Linked DNA regions of Zea mays: regions 2 and 3 are each linked to region 1. The links are chromatin contacts, called in public Hi-C maps. All regions are on one chromosome and are shown on one strand. Each heading gives the region's core, a stretch centred on a gene start, on an enhancer-like site or on the middle of the called end of the contact. The rest is flanking DNA. Distances are from core to core; before and after follow the strand shown.

Evidence for each region. A called contact is a pair of places that touch in the nucleus more often than the background predicts.
Region 2: a Hi-C map of ear shows a contact between it and region 1, with 2.4 times the contacts expected there. The contact joins the promoter of LOC100193046 here to the promoter of LOC100272872 in region 1. A contact is called at or near these places in 3 of 25 Hi-C or Micro-C datasets (bundle sheath, ear and an unstated tissue).
Region 3: a contact with region 1 is called in a Hi-C map of leaf, with 2.2 times the contacts expected there. The contact joins the promoter of LOC103645966 here to the promoter of LOC100272872 in region 1. A contact is called at or near these places in 10 of 25 Hi-C or Micro-C datasets (bundle sheath, ear, leaf and 3 more).

The regions. Positions count from the first base shown.
Region 1 is chr2:11,665,935-11,670,735 of Zm-B73-REFERENCE-NAM-5.0, forward strand. LOC100272872 reads left to right here and starts at 2,888. Exons shown (of 14, transcript NM_001360152.1): 1 at 2,888-3,053; 2 at 3,918-4,031; 3 at 4,680-4,751. The coding sequence starts at 2,994. LOC118471904 (translation initiation factor IF-2) reads left to right here. Exons shown (of 7, transcript XM_035965182.1): 7 at 75-1,974.
Region 2 is chr2:11,891,594-11,896,394 of Zm-B73-REFERENCE-NAM-5.0, forward strand. LOC100193046 reads right to left here and starts at 2,543. Exons shown (of 5, transcript NM_001138214.1): 1 at 2,370-2,543; 2 at 1,889-2,088. The coding sequence starts at 2,088. It overlaps LOC103645967, which reads left to right and starts at 2,622. Exons shown (of 3, transcript NM_001351122.1): 1 at 2,622-3,110. The coding sequence starts at 2,675.
Region 3 is chr2:11,871,342-11,876,142 of Zm-B73-REFERENCE-NAM-5.0, forward strand. It overlaps LOC103645966 (Core-2/I-branching beta-16-N-acetylglucosaminyltransferase family protein), which reads left to right and starts at 2,508. Exons shown (of 11, transcript NM_001351119.1): 1 at 2,508-2,783; 2 at 3,066-3,525; 3 at 4,275-4,373; 4 at 4,688-4,788. The coding sequence starts at 3,160.

The DNA of each region.
Region 1 (4,801 bases), core at 1,638-4,137:
TAATGCTTTGTTGTTTACTGAATGTTCATTGTTCAGTGATAGCAGCTTACACACCCCATGCTTTCTTTCTCTAGGTCTGGGATGTCCGCCTCATTATGGATCAAAATTCATGACGTTCTAAAGGTGTCGGATGAGTACCTATATACTCCCTCCCAGAAACAAGGCGCCTCATTACACTATTGGAAGCTGGACGACATGGATGACTCTGGCAAGATGCGGTGGGAGCACGACGACATGGATGACTCCGACCATGAGTTCGACAGGAAGCCTAGCAACAGTACGCAGTAGCAAGGTTGACCCAGAGGGGCAGTGGAGAGTAACCCAACACCCCCTCCTCCGACCGTCATAGCGCTTCTTTCCTCTGGCTTCATTTCTTACCTATGTATGGATGGTCTTCACCGCTGGTTACATCTAGCAAGTCCTCCCAGGGGTGATCTCAATTTTCTCCTGATTTGCTCTCTCCTTTGTTTTTTTATTGATTCATCTATGCACATTTAATGATCTATGGCGTGCCTTCAATGCAATTGGTGGAGGCAGTGACATGAAGGAGATTGTCATGCTGCCAAAGCACATCAAGGACAATGCAAACAAGGACAGAGGAAGACCGGACATGCCATTTCCAGGTGGTGACATTTCTATTCTCACGCGCCCACCCAACATTTTTGCTTTTACTAAATGACTATGTGCACGAATGCTTTGTGGATGTTGAGAGGGATTATCTGTGCTTGACAAAACAGTATCCCAGACTTGCAATTACTCCAGAATTTTCTAAGGTTGGGCATTTTGTACATTGAACTTTTGTTGCTGATCGATATTCAATGTGGCTTTTGGCATTCTCTGTCACTCTAGCTAGGTCCTTGGATGAGCCACACTATTGACATGGGTTTAGGTGAGTGACTCATCACGGTGCCTTTATATGGCTCGATCAATTCCTAATTTGCTATAGTCTGGTTGTCACTAGAATTTCCTCATTTGGCATGCAATAATTACAATTGATTTGCCTGGTACTCTGATTGAAATGGGAAAGTTGAGTGCTTACATATGTCGATCCACAATATTTCTTTATTGTCAAGGGCAGAGATAAAGTGAATTGTGTGGATTCACACCAACTGCACCTTCAGATCTCTTCTGGGTCGTTTCATTTCAAAAAATACTGGCCATATCCCCCTATATATCTGGTAAACATAGATTGAGGACTAGATAGACCAGGATAAACAAGGCGTGTTAATTGTTGACAAATATAATATAAGTAAAATCACAGTAATGACGAGTGAACAAACATGCCTTTGTTGCTTCATCTGTTTGAAACTAGAGATATCAACCTTTAAGTGCAGCTTAAGGTTTTTTGGGATGATTCTTTGTTTATCATCGCAGGATATAATGCACATGGGTTAGTTCATCTCTTTTTCTTTTGCACCCAAGTATGCCATTTTGGGGATTTCTCCACTATGTATGTTTAAATGAGCACATTATTTAGAAGCCTTTTATTATCATGTTGTTATGTTCTATGTTGTTTACTGCTTGCTTGGTGTAATCTCTAGACCCGTGGATCCAATTGCTTTTGCAAGGGAAAGAGATATGCCTTCTGATTCAGATAGGACCTTAAATGAAGACAAGCGTTTCATATCTTGTAGTATGCCACGGGAGCATCAAAAGATCTTTGAATTGGGATGAAGAAAACGTAGAATATAGTGTAATTTTATAGTATAAAATTTAGAGTCTATTGTCACCCATACATATAAGTGTCTTGTGAACGTTTATGGAACCAGGGAAGAAGACATTGTTCTGTATGGCCAGTCTGTTGGTAGCAGACCAACCCTTGATCTAGCTATTCGTTTCAATCGTGAAGAGATGTGGTATTAATCATAGATAAGGGATGTTTAGTTCCAGAGACTAAAGTTTAGTACGTGTCACATAGAATATTTGAATCTCATTGTACTATGGATTTATATATCATTGTGACATTTGTCGTTATGTATTGATGTTTTATACTCATATTGTTTGGTTGCTGGACTAGCGTTCGGCTGCTGCCCCTGCAGCAGTAGCTGATGCTGCTACGTCACGTTATATAAAAAGTAAATATTGTAGCATTTGCAGTTGTCACAGCTCTTAGACCATCACCGAATAAGTGTACTAATTTTTAACTTACGTAGCCAAGCACGGGCACATACCTAGTTTACTATTATATCCTGTTTCAATCCTGTATATTTGTGCATATGCCGCCGTGACTGAATAATTCAGTCGATCTGCAACGACCGTCCAGCGCTTGCCGCTTGGGCCTTATCTCTCAAGCAATCTGGGCGTCACGCGTGTTGTGGGCCAAACCAGACTAGCGCTCCCTGCGTATGCTGCCGTCGGATGGGGCCGACTAGACCCGTGACGGCTCAGAACAATCTCTGTCCAACTGGGCCATGACTGCGTCAAAGCAAACCTGGAGCGGGCCTCCGTGGCGACGAGCAAACGTGAGCGGTCCTTGACGCGTGCGTGACCTCTTCTGAGAAGAAAAAACCAAGCATCGCCGTACGCGACGGCGGCGGATCACGAGCTCACTGCACAAAGAACCAAAACCAACCGTTTGCTCTGTCATTTGTCCCCGTGCCCGTGATCCACTTCGCTAGTACATCGCCAATAGACCCCACAGGCCACAGGCCACCAAAGAAGAGAAGCACCCGCGGCGCGGGAGTAAAAAATTACTCTACAGCAGGCAGCAGCCTCCACTGGAGCCATGGTCACCTCGACTCGACCCAATCCGGAGACGCCGACGAGTTCACGCGACCTATAGCAAAACGACACGCCGACCGGACGGTCGAAACGCACGGGGGCAAAGCAAATCCCCCGATCCCACCACGTACGTTTTTTAAGAGCACCACTTACGATCTCCTTCGCCAACCGCGCCGCTCTCTCTCTCTCTCTCGCACGAGCCGCGCCGGCGCCGCCACCACGCGCGCGGGAGACAGAGACCACAGCCGCAGCCACCGGCGGGCGGAATAGGAATGGTGGCGCCGGGGGGAGGAGCAGGAGGAGGTCCGTCGCGGTGGCCGGCGGCGGAGGAGGTGAGAGGTTGCGTGCGGCATTCCACCGACATGGGGGCGGGGATTCGCATGGGGCTGCCGGCTGCGGGCGACGGGCGTGCGTGCGTGCGTTGCTGGGTTGCGATCTCGCGGCCGCGTGGGTTTTGCCGCCTCGGGGGATCCAGAGGTGAAGCCGCGGCCGGCGATTTCAGATTGTTTATGGCCGGGGACGCCCATCGAAGGCGGCTCCAGTTGGCAGACACTACTTGATTTACTCGTCACTTGATTAGTAGTTTATCTGGATCCGTTCATGCCGTTTTTTGTTTGTTCCAGATGCATCTCTTTTGATTATTAAGCTTATGCTCCTGAGACGTCTTTCTTAGCTTCGAGTTGATTGGGAAAATGCTGGGTGGTAGTTAGTGATACTCGACTGATTTGGGATAATATCGTACCCCGCTTTTGCTTTCTGATGACGTGTCTAGTAGTGGAAAGTAAGGTTCCATTATTTCCCTTTTAATTGATAAAACAAAAGGAGAGGATATATATTCATTATGCTTTTGTTGGGATAATGGGTTCTCATTGTTGGTTCGAGTCTGGGTATAATGACCTGTAGCTTTCATCTGGTCTCAGAACAGCCTGAATTTTCCTGGTTTCAACTTTCAAATAAGCAACAACGATATGACTGGCCATTTCTGTGGACAGGAAGGATGCGTGCATATTAGTTTCCGATGACCCCACCTGATCATGTACCTAGCTGAACAAATGGGACTGGAACTGATCTTGTCAAAGTTGCATGATCTCAAATGGGAAACCCCATGTTAGTGTAGGGTGGCCGACCTTAACTTAATCTTGTTAGTTAGTCTATTGCAATGTTTTTCCTTTTACATATGTTTGCTGGTATTGCAGCTTGACACTGTACGGAAGAAGGTGGTGGAGATTAGTGGAAGGGATGAACAAGAGGTTATGGTTGCTGCTTGCCCCTACAGAATTTGCCCTTTGGGGGCTCATATTGATCATCAGGTGACCTTGTGTTACTATCTTGTTCATATTTTATCAGAAGATAAAGTCACAATTAAAGTACATCTTAGTTAAATTTATCCCAGTTTGGCCATCGATATTTATTCAATCGTAATTCAGGCAACACAGTTACACATAGCATGTTCCAGAGACCACGTTGTTTCCATATAAATGGTAATATTGCAGTATTATTCTGTATATATATATATTGACATGGTACCACCTCCAACATTGACCAGGCTTTAGATGACTTCCAGGACATCATTAGGACACTCCCTGGGCAAATGTTTGCAAGTTGGATCAAGCTATGTTCAGTAATGAACAAGCTTTATGGCTTGACATAGTGGTGACAATTGATCACTGCCAAGTGCCAATAATAAAAAAACCACTTGAGTATTGTTTAGAACATGTTCTGGTATTTTCATTTAGAATATGAAGCCTGAATACACTATGCCTTATAGTAATTTTGGTAAAATGTTTTCAAGACTTAAGGCAAAGTTAATCTAACTATAGTGCATGAACCCATAAATTCAGTTTGATAATGCTCGAGTGTTATACTATTACAATAATAATTGATTAGTAACTTCAAACAGTGTCTAGACAGTCATCACAGCATAATTGTTATCTACATTCTTGTTTGCAATCTGGCAGGGTGGAGTAGTCACAGCTATGACCATAAATTATGGAGTACTCCTTGGTTTCGTTCCCTCTAATGGTTCTGAGGTTGGTAAATTACTACATTTTACCTAACTTTCTCATAAAAAAATCAAGTT
Region 2 (4,801 bases), core at 1,293-3,792, 230 kb after region 1:
GTCATAGCCCATAGTAGCAATTCTTGCAACAAAAGTTTTCTTTTTTCAACTGCTCAAAGTCTGTAACCAAGTTTTACAAGTTAGCTGTAGTTCCATTCTATCTTCAAGCATGGCAGCATCAGAAACAGCGCTTGGGCTCCATTCAAAAAGTTAAAGGTGTTTGTGTTGTGGTATTCTCAATCAAATTAGTCATTACAAACTAGTCAGTTATAGCAAGTCCCTGCTGTCATAACGATGAAAATTGTATTATTTCAGGACTGAGTAAACATCATTATATGTTATGTTCTGCCTTACTCCTGTTCTACAAGTTACAATATCCCTAGATAAATAAGAGAGATGGCTGAAGTTATTCATCTTGATTTTGACCCCCACACTACAACAGTGTGATAAGGCCAGTCAATCGGTTTTTTCGGTGTAATCAGTTTACTGGTGTAATCGGTTTGTTTGTTCAGTTTTAGAGAACTTCGGTGTTGCAGAATGAAGAGTCGATCAATGTTTGGAACAAAAACCAACATTTTCGTTTATCTGTTTTTTGGCTCGGTGTTCGCTTTTTGCCAAACTACATCGAACACTAGCACAGCACCCTGAACGGAGGACAGAGACAGCAATTTAGCTATGTGAATGATTAAAAAACGGGGATAACAGCAAGCTGTTCAACACAACCACATGCCGTTCAACATCAATCAAAGCACGGGATTCAGGAAGACCAAAAAATCAAGAAAGGAAGTGGAGAACTGAATTTGAACAGGAGAGACAGACACATCCCACAAGGAACCCACTGACCTGCACCGTCGCATCGGCTTTCAAGGTGCTGATGCGCCGGCGCGCCACGCTCGTCGTGGTATGCGTCATCGCTAACTCGCAGCACCACTGAGCAGGATGCACCATAGCTAAGCCCTGCGGCGGGTGCTGATGCGCCGATGCGCCACGCTTGCCGTGGGATGCGCCATCACTAACTCGCAGCACCACTGGGCAGGATGCACCATAGCTAAGCCACGCTGCGGGTGCTGCCATCGATTTGGTCACTAGGGATAGAGTCAGGGCCTCAAGGGTGCGGTGCGGGAATGCTGGCTGGGCGTCTTGGCTGGCTGTGGGCCACCTTGGTGTGGGCTTCATGGGCTGACTGTTGATGGAAAGTTGGTTTAGCTGCTCTAGTGCTTATGGCAGATACACTTCGGTATATACGGTGAGTCAGTTTGGTCAGGCCTAAGCACTGACACCGAAGCCGATCACTGAGGTATCAAGAAATCAAAACCGATCCCATGCCGAACAACTAATAGTTTGGGTTAGTTCGGTTTCAGGTCGGTAATTGGTGTCTGGGAAAAATATGCCCAGCCCTAAGTGGGACTGTGGGAGTTTTTTTCTGTACATATCTAATTGCTGAGTTAATTAGTAATGAATGTTGCTTCAAGAACAAATGAGGTGCATGTCAAATAATTCATGGAAACAGATACAATAGTGAAAGTTGACTCACTGTTTTTTCGGTTACCCAAGATTGTCGCCACCTCATAACAGATCCTAAACGAGGTACGTATAAAGTATAATTCAAATGAAGATCTAAGGATCTCATAATCCTTAAAGTAAGATTATATTGTATACTGCTGCTGCTGAGCATGCTTTTAATCATAAAATTTCTACCAAGGGCCAACGGAAAAAGTACCTAAATCTCAACATATCTACTATGAACCCCTCATCACACTAGTTCGATACAGCCACCCAAATGTGTCCAAGGTTTTCAACAGTACAATTTTATGACTGCATATATTACTTGCATAAGCTGACTTACAATGACTACTGCAATGGCACGCGAGCAGATCTCACCAATTCATTGATTGTACAAAATAGGCAGACGTAGCATATTGTTCAGTACCAAAGGGTAACAACTTACGTTGGGATATTGTAAGTGAGGGGAATGAGTGTGGTTGGAGCATAGCAACCCATTCCCATCGCCGCTGCTAACTGGTTCTGTTGTATGGCATATATCCCTGGACCTTGAGCCTGATCATCCCCGCCTTGCTGGGGAAATACCCCAGAAAGGTAGACAGGGTACACCATCGGAGAAGCAGAAGGACCGTTCGGTGTGGCCATCTGGATTATCATCACCAGCAACAACAGCACATAGCAGTATTATCATCACCATCAGGAGGAAACACATATTAGAGAAGATTTTTAGAAGAAACAAAATATGCTAGCGGCCTGGATCAGGAACGTGCCCCGTAAGGCAGATCGGTGTACAACCCAATAATTTTTGCAAAAAAAATGTACATGCATAGGCTTGTAATTTGATCAGATCCGGATACAAATAGCTAAGTTAGGGTTCGGGTTCTCGGTTTCGCACAGCAGGAATGGAAAAGTAAGGATCCGCATACCTTGTGGGTGCGGGTGCTAATCCCCGAGACCCCGACGATGGCTTGGCGAAGGGACCGACGATGGCCTGGGCACCTAGCTAGGGCGCCGGCGGTTTGCCTAGCTTCCGCACGCGAGAGGCACAGGGCGAGCGCACGCGAGAGGGAGGCAGCCGGCACTGCAACTGCTGAAGTCCGTGTGTTTTTCTTATTTTTCAGTTTGGCCCTTCTGTACGTTTAATGCAGCCCGTATCTCCGCCTCCCGCGGCCCGTCTCGACACTTCCATCACCGCCCATCGAAATCCTTCTACCGCCCCGCTCCGTCATCCATGGCTCGTCTGCTCGCGGCGCGAGCCCTTGCGCTGGCCCGCCCCTCGGGGACGCCATCCGCCCTACGCTTCTGCCCCTCCCGTGCGCTGTCGGACGAGGTGGAGTTCGTCGAGATCGACCTATCCGAGGAGTCCCCTGCCTCTTCATCCGGAGGGGAAGGCGAGGGCGACTCAGCCACGGTTCAGGCGCAGATGGGGTCGCGGCGCCTGGAGGACGCCATCTATGGGGTGCTCGTGCGCCGGGCGGCGCCCGAATGGCTCCCCTTCGTGCCCGGGGCATCCTACTGGGTCCCGCCGTTGCCGCGGCCGCTCGGGGTGGCGAGTCTCCTCGGCGCGGCTGTGTACACCGCGAGGGGCGCCACGGCGATGACGGAGGAGGAGGCGTTCAGCTTCACTACCGTACGGGGGTGTCCATCCGCGGCGTACTTTGTGGGAGGTGAGGTGGATTAAGCAAGCATTTCATTGGGGTTGCGAAATGATGATGTGTTAGGGCTGCATAGTTTTGATTTGTCACTGAATCATAGTAAGTTTCGGTACTCTTGGGGGTGGGGGGTTTGCAAGTTGTGCAAGAAATTTTTGGGGTGCACTTTTATTTTTATACATGGTTAGCTAAATGATTGTTTATATTGGATTGATGCGTGCTAACTTCAGGTCCACGTTGGACGCATAATTGGTTCGTTTTAGTTTTGGGTGGATGGTTATCGGTGTTTCAGAGATGGGGCCTCTCCAATGCAATGCAAGTGTTGTTCCCAACATTTTTGTTCCTTTATGAGTTTTGATGCGATGAAATAGGTCTAGAACTTATTGGTGCATTGTTTGCACGGATGAAGTTGAAATGTTTCAAAACTTAAGTTGATGTAAAGGAGTAGGCCTGTTCATGGTCCTGTTTGTGCAGGTTTGAGCGGGTTCGCAAACCAAGCCGTGTGCATGTACTCTGGTCTGGGTTGGGTAGCTCTGCACAGGTTAGTAGCTGGTTTCATAACATATATGGTTGGGTCAGTCCAGTCTGGGTTGATGGTTTTTCACGGTTTCTCAGTTGATAAGTCCCATCGCTAGAAGGAAAAACAAAAAAGGAAGGTTCCTAGAATCCCATCCCCTTCAAAGGTAAAACCTGAAACCAACCCAGAATCTCAACAAACACAGGTTTCACCATCAGGGCTATAAAGGAGTATGTTTTCTGTCTTAACTTCACCTGATGGTGAAACTTGTGTTTGTTGATAACTTAATGTGAGTCCAATGTACTGCAATGTGCCCTTGCACAATCTAGCTCTTGTAGTTGTAGCTATGAAGGTTGGAGGGTTATGTGTTCCATAACAGGTTCTTAGAATTTTGATATATTATTTTGTGAATGATGACTCGCAACCATGTGAGCACAACTTCATAGGCTCAGTGTATACAAATACAAGTGAATGCTTTCATGAATTGTCATGATCGTAGTTGGCGTATAAGTTTGTCAAAAAAATGGTGATCCTTAATGGCATTGGAACTCAAATGGTAGGATTGCAAACCATAGGATCATAAAAAATAGAATTGCAAAACCATGCTGCTTGGCATATCAATCCTGAAGAAATCTGCATGGAGATTGGTTATGTATCTATTTCACATAGAATATATGACGTTCCCCAAGGTATTTGGTAATGACATTTAGTTCTAATAGATTGAAAAGCCATTATTTTTTCCTGTTTATGGCCTAGTTTCTGAGATATAGCAAGGCAGAAACAGCTGCTACTTATAAAGGGAGGGGGGTTTAAGTCAGCCCCGGGGCATTATATTAAGAAAAAGACCTCACGCAGGTCAAGAAATCAGATGGACTTGCATTTTTATAACCATGCCGCTTGTCATATCAATCCTGAAGAAATCTGCATGGAGATTGGTTATGTATCTATACACTTAGAATACATGACATTCCCCAAGGTATTTGGTAATGACATTTAGTTCTAATAGATTGAAAAGCCCTTATTTTTTCTGTTGTCTATGGCCTAGTTTCTGAGATATAGCAAGGCAGAAACAACTACTTATAAAAAACTCGACCTGCAGTGGTAAGTCAGCCCCGAGCATTATATTAAGAAAAATACTTTCTCACGCAGGTCGAGAAAACCCCGGAACCCCTGCCAAACCCATACACAG
Region 3 (4,801 bases), core at 1,258-3,757, 210 kb after region 1:
TGAAATTGGTTTATGCGAATATAAGTGTGAGTTAAACTGCTGAACATGTGTGTGAATAGTGAATTGATGAGTGATGAGTGGTGTTAATTTGGTGTTATATTGATGCGGTTTGTGAAACTATTAGTATAATTACTATTTTATGTTGTTAAATTAGCTTAAAATTAACTAAAAATTGATTGTTATACACATATTATTTTTTTCTGCTCTGGCTCACGAGCTAAACGAGTCAGCTCGAGCTCGTAAACAAGCCGAGCCGAGCTGACTCTATGGCTCGCTACCTTAACGAGTCGAGCCGAGCCGAGCTGGCTCGATATCCAGCCCTAGGCTCATGGCCCATGCTCCCCTGGTTCCGCTTCTGCTTGACCCTGGTGCGGGCGCGCGCGGTGGGGTGCCAGTGGAAGCTCTTGTCAGGTTGGAAATGCCTGGCTCGGGTCGATTCAGACGGCCACCGGTCGGTCTAGCAATGGCCGCACCGCACGCTTAGCGTGCACGCGACGAAGGAGAGGAAGATGTTGCACGCTTGTCGTGCACGTAGACGTCTATGTAACATTGAAAAAAAAGAGCCGTATAAAAATTGAGAGAAAGCTTGGTCCTATTTATATTATTATAAAGGCATCTAATGACGTCGAGAATCCTTAAAATAGCAGTGGCTGAACGATCCTGGCTGTCCAATAAATTTCCCAATCATAAGCTTTAGATGATGCTGGACGCACAATTACAAAATCTTAAATAGCGTTGGGTTGGAGAATGATGATGCAGCAAGTGGAGACTCGGAAACACGAGTGGATGAACAATCGGGACAGCCCAATGTCGTTAGAGCATCTATAATAGTTCTCTAAATAAGTTTCTAAGTACAAATTTTAAAAGTTGTTAATAAAAAAGGTCCTCCAACTGTTATGTAAAACAAGTGGCTAAATTTATAAAGTTAGGATATTCCAACAGGTATGTAAAAGAGGTGAGTAAATTTATAAAGTTTGTAGCTAACCTCATATTATTGCTAAATGTTGTAACCTTTTGTTCACTCCCGAAATACAGGTGTATAAAAACTATTTGACAACTGAATATAGAGAATATTAGAGCAACTCCAGTAGTTACTTAAAAGAACTCCCTAAATCAAAATTTTGAAGAACTGGTATGGAAACATCTCTCCAACAATTCTCTAAAACAGCTCCCCAAATTTATCAACTTCTAATTCAACCCTATGTACTCTTCAAATATAGCTATTCTTTTACCACTCCCGAAATAAAAAAAATTCGTGTGTAGGCTTTCCCTGTCGGTCTGTCTCGCGCCCTTTTTTTTCCTCCCCGCCGGCGTCCAGGTTGCTCAGCCGCCATGTCCGTTTCGCTTTCCCGTCGCCAGGTTCGGTTGCTCAGCCACCAGTCCGACTCCCCTCCATCAGGAACCCATCCCCTGCTGCTACCGGTGGTGCGTTTCTTGCCGTCGTTTTCTAATTCGTGTAGCCGGCGGCTCTGTCTCCCTGCTACCGGGACGCCTGTTTCTCTCACAGGTCGCAGCCGCCGCCGGTACCCGCCTCTAGGTCCCGAAAGCCACCACAGTTCCCTATAGCCGGTCCTAGGCTCCAGCAGGGCCACCTCACCGACGACGCACATAGGTTGAAGCCATCACAATAACATGTTTTGTTTTTGTTTTCTTGGTTGGTTCATCTCGTTTTCTGATGGGATAGGATTCAGTATTCTAATGCACAATACCTACTGTAAAACTATATGGATCAGTAAAATGGCCTCCCCCTCTCTTGAGAGTAACTTTGGATGATTTGTGCAGCACAAAGTATGAAATAATCATCATCATTCATCCAAAACTCGTGACGACAACAATTTATTTGCACTCATCGCCTGAATTTACAAACAGATTTGCTATGAGTAAATTAAAATTGCAAGTGTTGAATATACACCGACATAAATTATAAGATTGCTGGGCGGTGGTGGCCGGCAGATCACATCGCTGGGCAGCCGAACCTTGCTGGGCGCTAGGTAGATTTGGCCTCGCGACGGTGTAACATGCAACAGCCGGGGGAAGGAAATGAAAAAAAGACGGGATGATGGAAACGGAAAGGAATAGAGGACCTGGCCCACAAAACCAATTTCAAATTTAATTTACTACCTAAATATAAGAAACAATTGGAGATCACAAAATTTTTTATGCCCAACCCTTGTTTACCAACTCCCAACGCTACAATTTAAGGAGCTATTTTTTAAGTAACTACTGGAGTTGCTCTTAGAGAACACATAATTGTTTTACTCTTTATATTATTTAGTAAGTAACTCACTGCATCTTTATGTAGGGAGATTTTTTTAAACTAGTGGAGACCTATATGTAGCAAGTTTTTTTTTACAAAACTAGTAGAGATGCTCTTAAAAAATATATAACAATGAATTGCCAAATTAAAATTTCAGAACGAAACCAGGGGGAATGCAGCAACATCTTTGGCGTGTATCAAACCAAAACAAACAAGCAAATCCAACCGCCTCGTTCCTTCCCTCGTCTCTACCAGTCTCCCCCCTTCCGTTTTTCTCGTCGCGGTCGCGGGTCACAGCCGCCGCGCCGGTCGCGCCCCCTTCCCAAGACCTCACGCTGTCACGCACGTATATCAATCAGAGCGTTGGACCTTGGCACGACCTGATTCCTGATCCTCTTGCGCGTTGGACCGCGCCCGCCGAAGCTCTCTCTCGCGTCCTCTTGTTTCTGCCAGCGACGACTTCGCGCGCGGCCGCGGCGCCGCCGCCTCCTGCCCAGGCCCTTCGCCGGCGACAAGCACCCACCAGGTATGCCTACCCTCGTCCCTTAACGATGCGCGGAACCGAGCACCCACCTAAACCCTAATGCAAACCAGTATTCGTATTCGGGTGATCGGATCTGATTTAATGCAATTACAAGTGCATGCCAACTGAAATACTGAATTCCCCTGCTAACTTCGATTCCTCTGCAAAAATCACCTCACAGTGTACTATATTGGGTGAGGGTGATTGGGTCCGTCCCCTGCTTCATTTATAACCTTAACTTACTGTCATTCTGATCAACCAAACCGTTGTACTGTTCTGTTGCAGACGGGCTTGTACAAGCGAGAAGGAATTATCTGCCGACCATTTTTCACCACACTGGTGGAGTCCGAGAGTAATGAGAGCTGTGAAGCTTAAATAGATGAAGTTGCATCAAGTTTGGCAGCTGGGCATTAAGGATATGAAGGCCGTCCCACTTCCTCGCCCGAGGGCAGCCACGAGAAGGCGCGCGTGGATGCTCGCCGTTGCAGCTTTTATCTTCGTCGCACTAGTCTGGGCTTATCTGTATCCTCCCCCGCGTTACACCTCTCCTGTGAGAGATTGGCTTCCTGGTAGGCTCCCTGCGGAACCAGCCAGGGAATTCACTGATGAGGAGAGGGCCTCGCGTGTTGTTTTCAGACAGATCTTAACAACACCTCCTGTTCGATCTAAGAACTCAAAAATAGCTTTCATGTTCTTGACTCCGGGGACACTGCCATTTGAAAGGTTGTGGGAAAAGTTCTTTGAGGTAAACATCCCCTGTTTGTTCTGCTGGTAGATTCATGCATTCATCATAGCCCTTGCAAAGTGAATGGCTTTCATAACTGATATTGGCCCTTTGCATATATGCTATACAGCTAGGATTTCAGTAGAACCACCTCTGAGATTCAAACACTAATATTGTATAGTAGTTTTCTTCTAATACAACTAGGCCTTGACATGTGAGTGTGTGTGGGTGTCTGGTCGTTCCTCCTTTGCTTGTGGTGCTGGTGCATGTGTCTCTGTACTGCTCTGCTGCTGGTTGTTTGTAGGCTGTTTTGTTTTGCTCTTTTTTCCCTGCACACAACTGGCTTTGTATCTCATATTTTTATCCATTCTTAGTACAATAACGTGCTGTGTTTTCGAGAAAACAAAAATCGAATTCGATACTTCTATATGAAGGATGTAAATTTTAGAATTTAACAATCATTCAAGATAACAAACAAGGTTGATCTTATGTTTCGGTTCAGTTCTTTTCTTATTTCAAATCGTTCACAACTACTATAGCCTGAAGGCTGAAGCCACTCTTTGTATGATGTTGTAAAAAGACCTCTATTATTGCATTACTAATCAGGATCATTTATTGTAACTTCATTTTGTAACAGCTATAATTTAATGCTATGTCCTGAGCATTAAGTTTAAAAGTACAATATGGGTATTGTGAAGGCCTGCTAATCTATTGTGTCATCATCTTTAGCTCAAAGTCAGTTTCTCCATGACCTACTGTATTTTCTGTAGGGCCATGAGGGAAGGTATACCATATATGTTCATGCCTCAAGAGAGAAGCCAGAACATGTCAGTCCCATATTTGTTGGTCGAGAGATACACAGTGAAAAGGTAATGGCCCTAGTTCCACATGAAGAAGGAACTGAACTCAGTTGGTGGGAGGTGGTGTACACACCCACTAGGCCACTACCCAAGTTCAAGTTCTCTTTGGCTCGAATTTGTCTGCCTATTTCTTATTAACAATGCCAGCTAGTTCCTCCTAGGTTGGTCTCTTTTTATTCTACACATGAAGAGTTAGCTATGTGAAAAAAAGATTAATTTCAGCACTCCGTTTTTTATAAAGTTCTTTCCTCTGCTTCATAGATTGTAAGAACCTATCATAAGCTAAACGAGTGATAACCTGAATAATCATGTTCCCATTGCAGGTAACTTGGGGTACAATTTCTATGGTTGATGCTGAGAGGAGGTTGCTGGCAAATGCTCTACAAGACATGGACAATCAGCATTTTATTTTGCTATCTGATAGGTACATATCATGA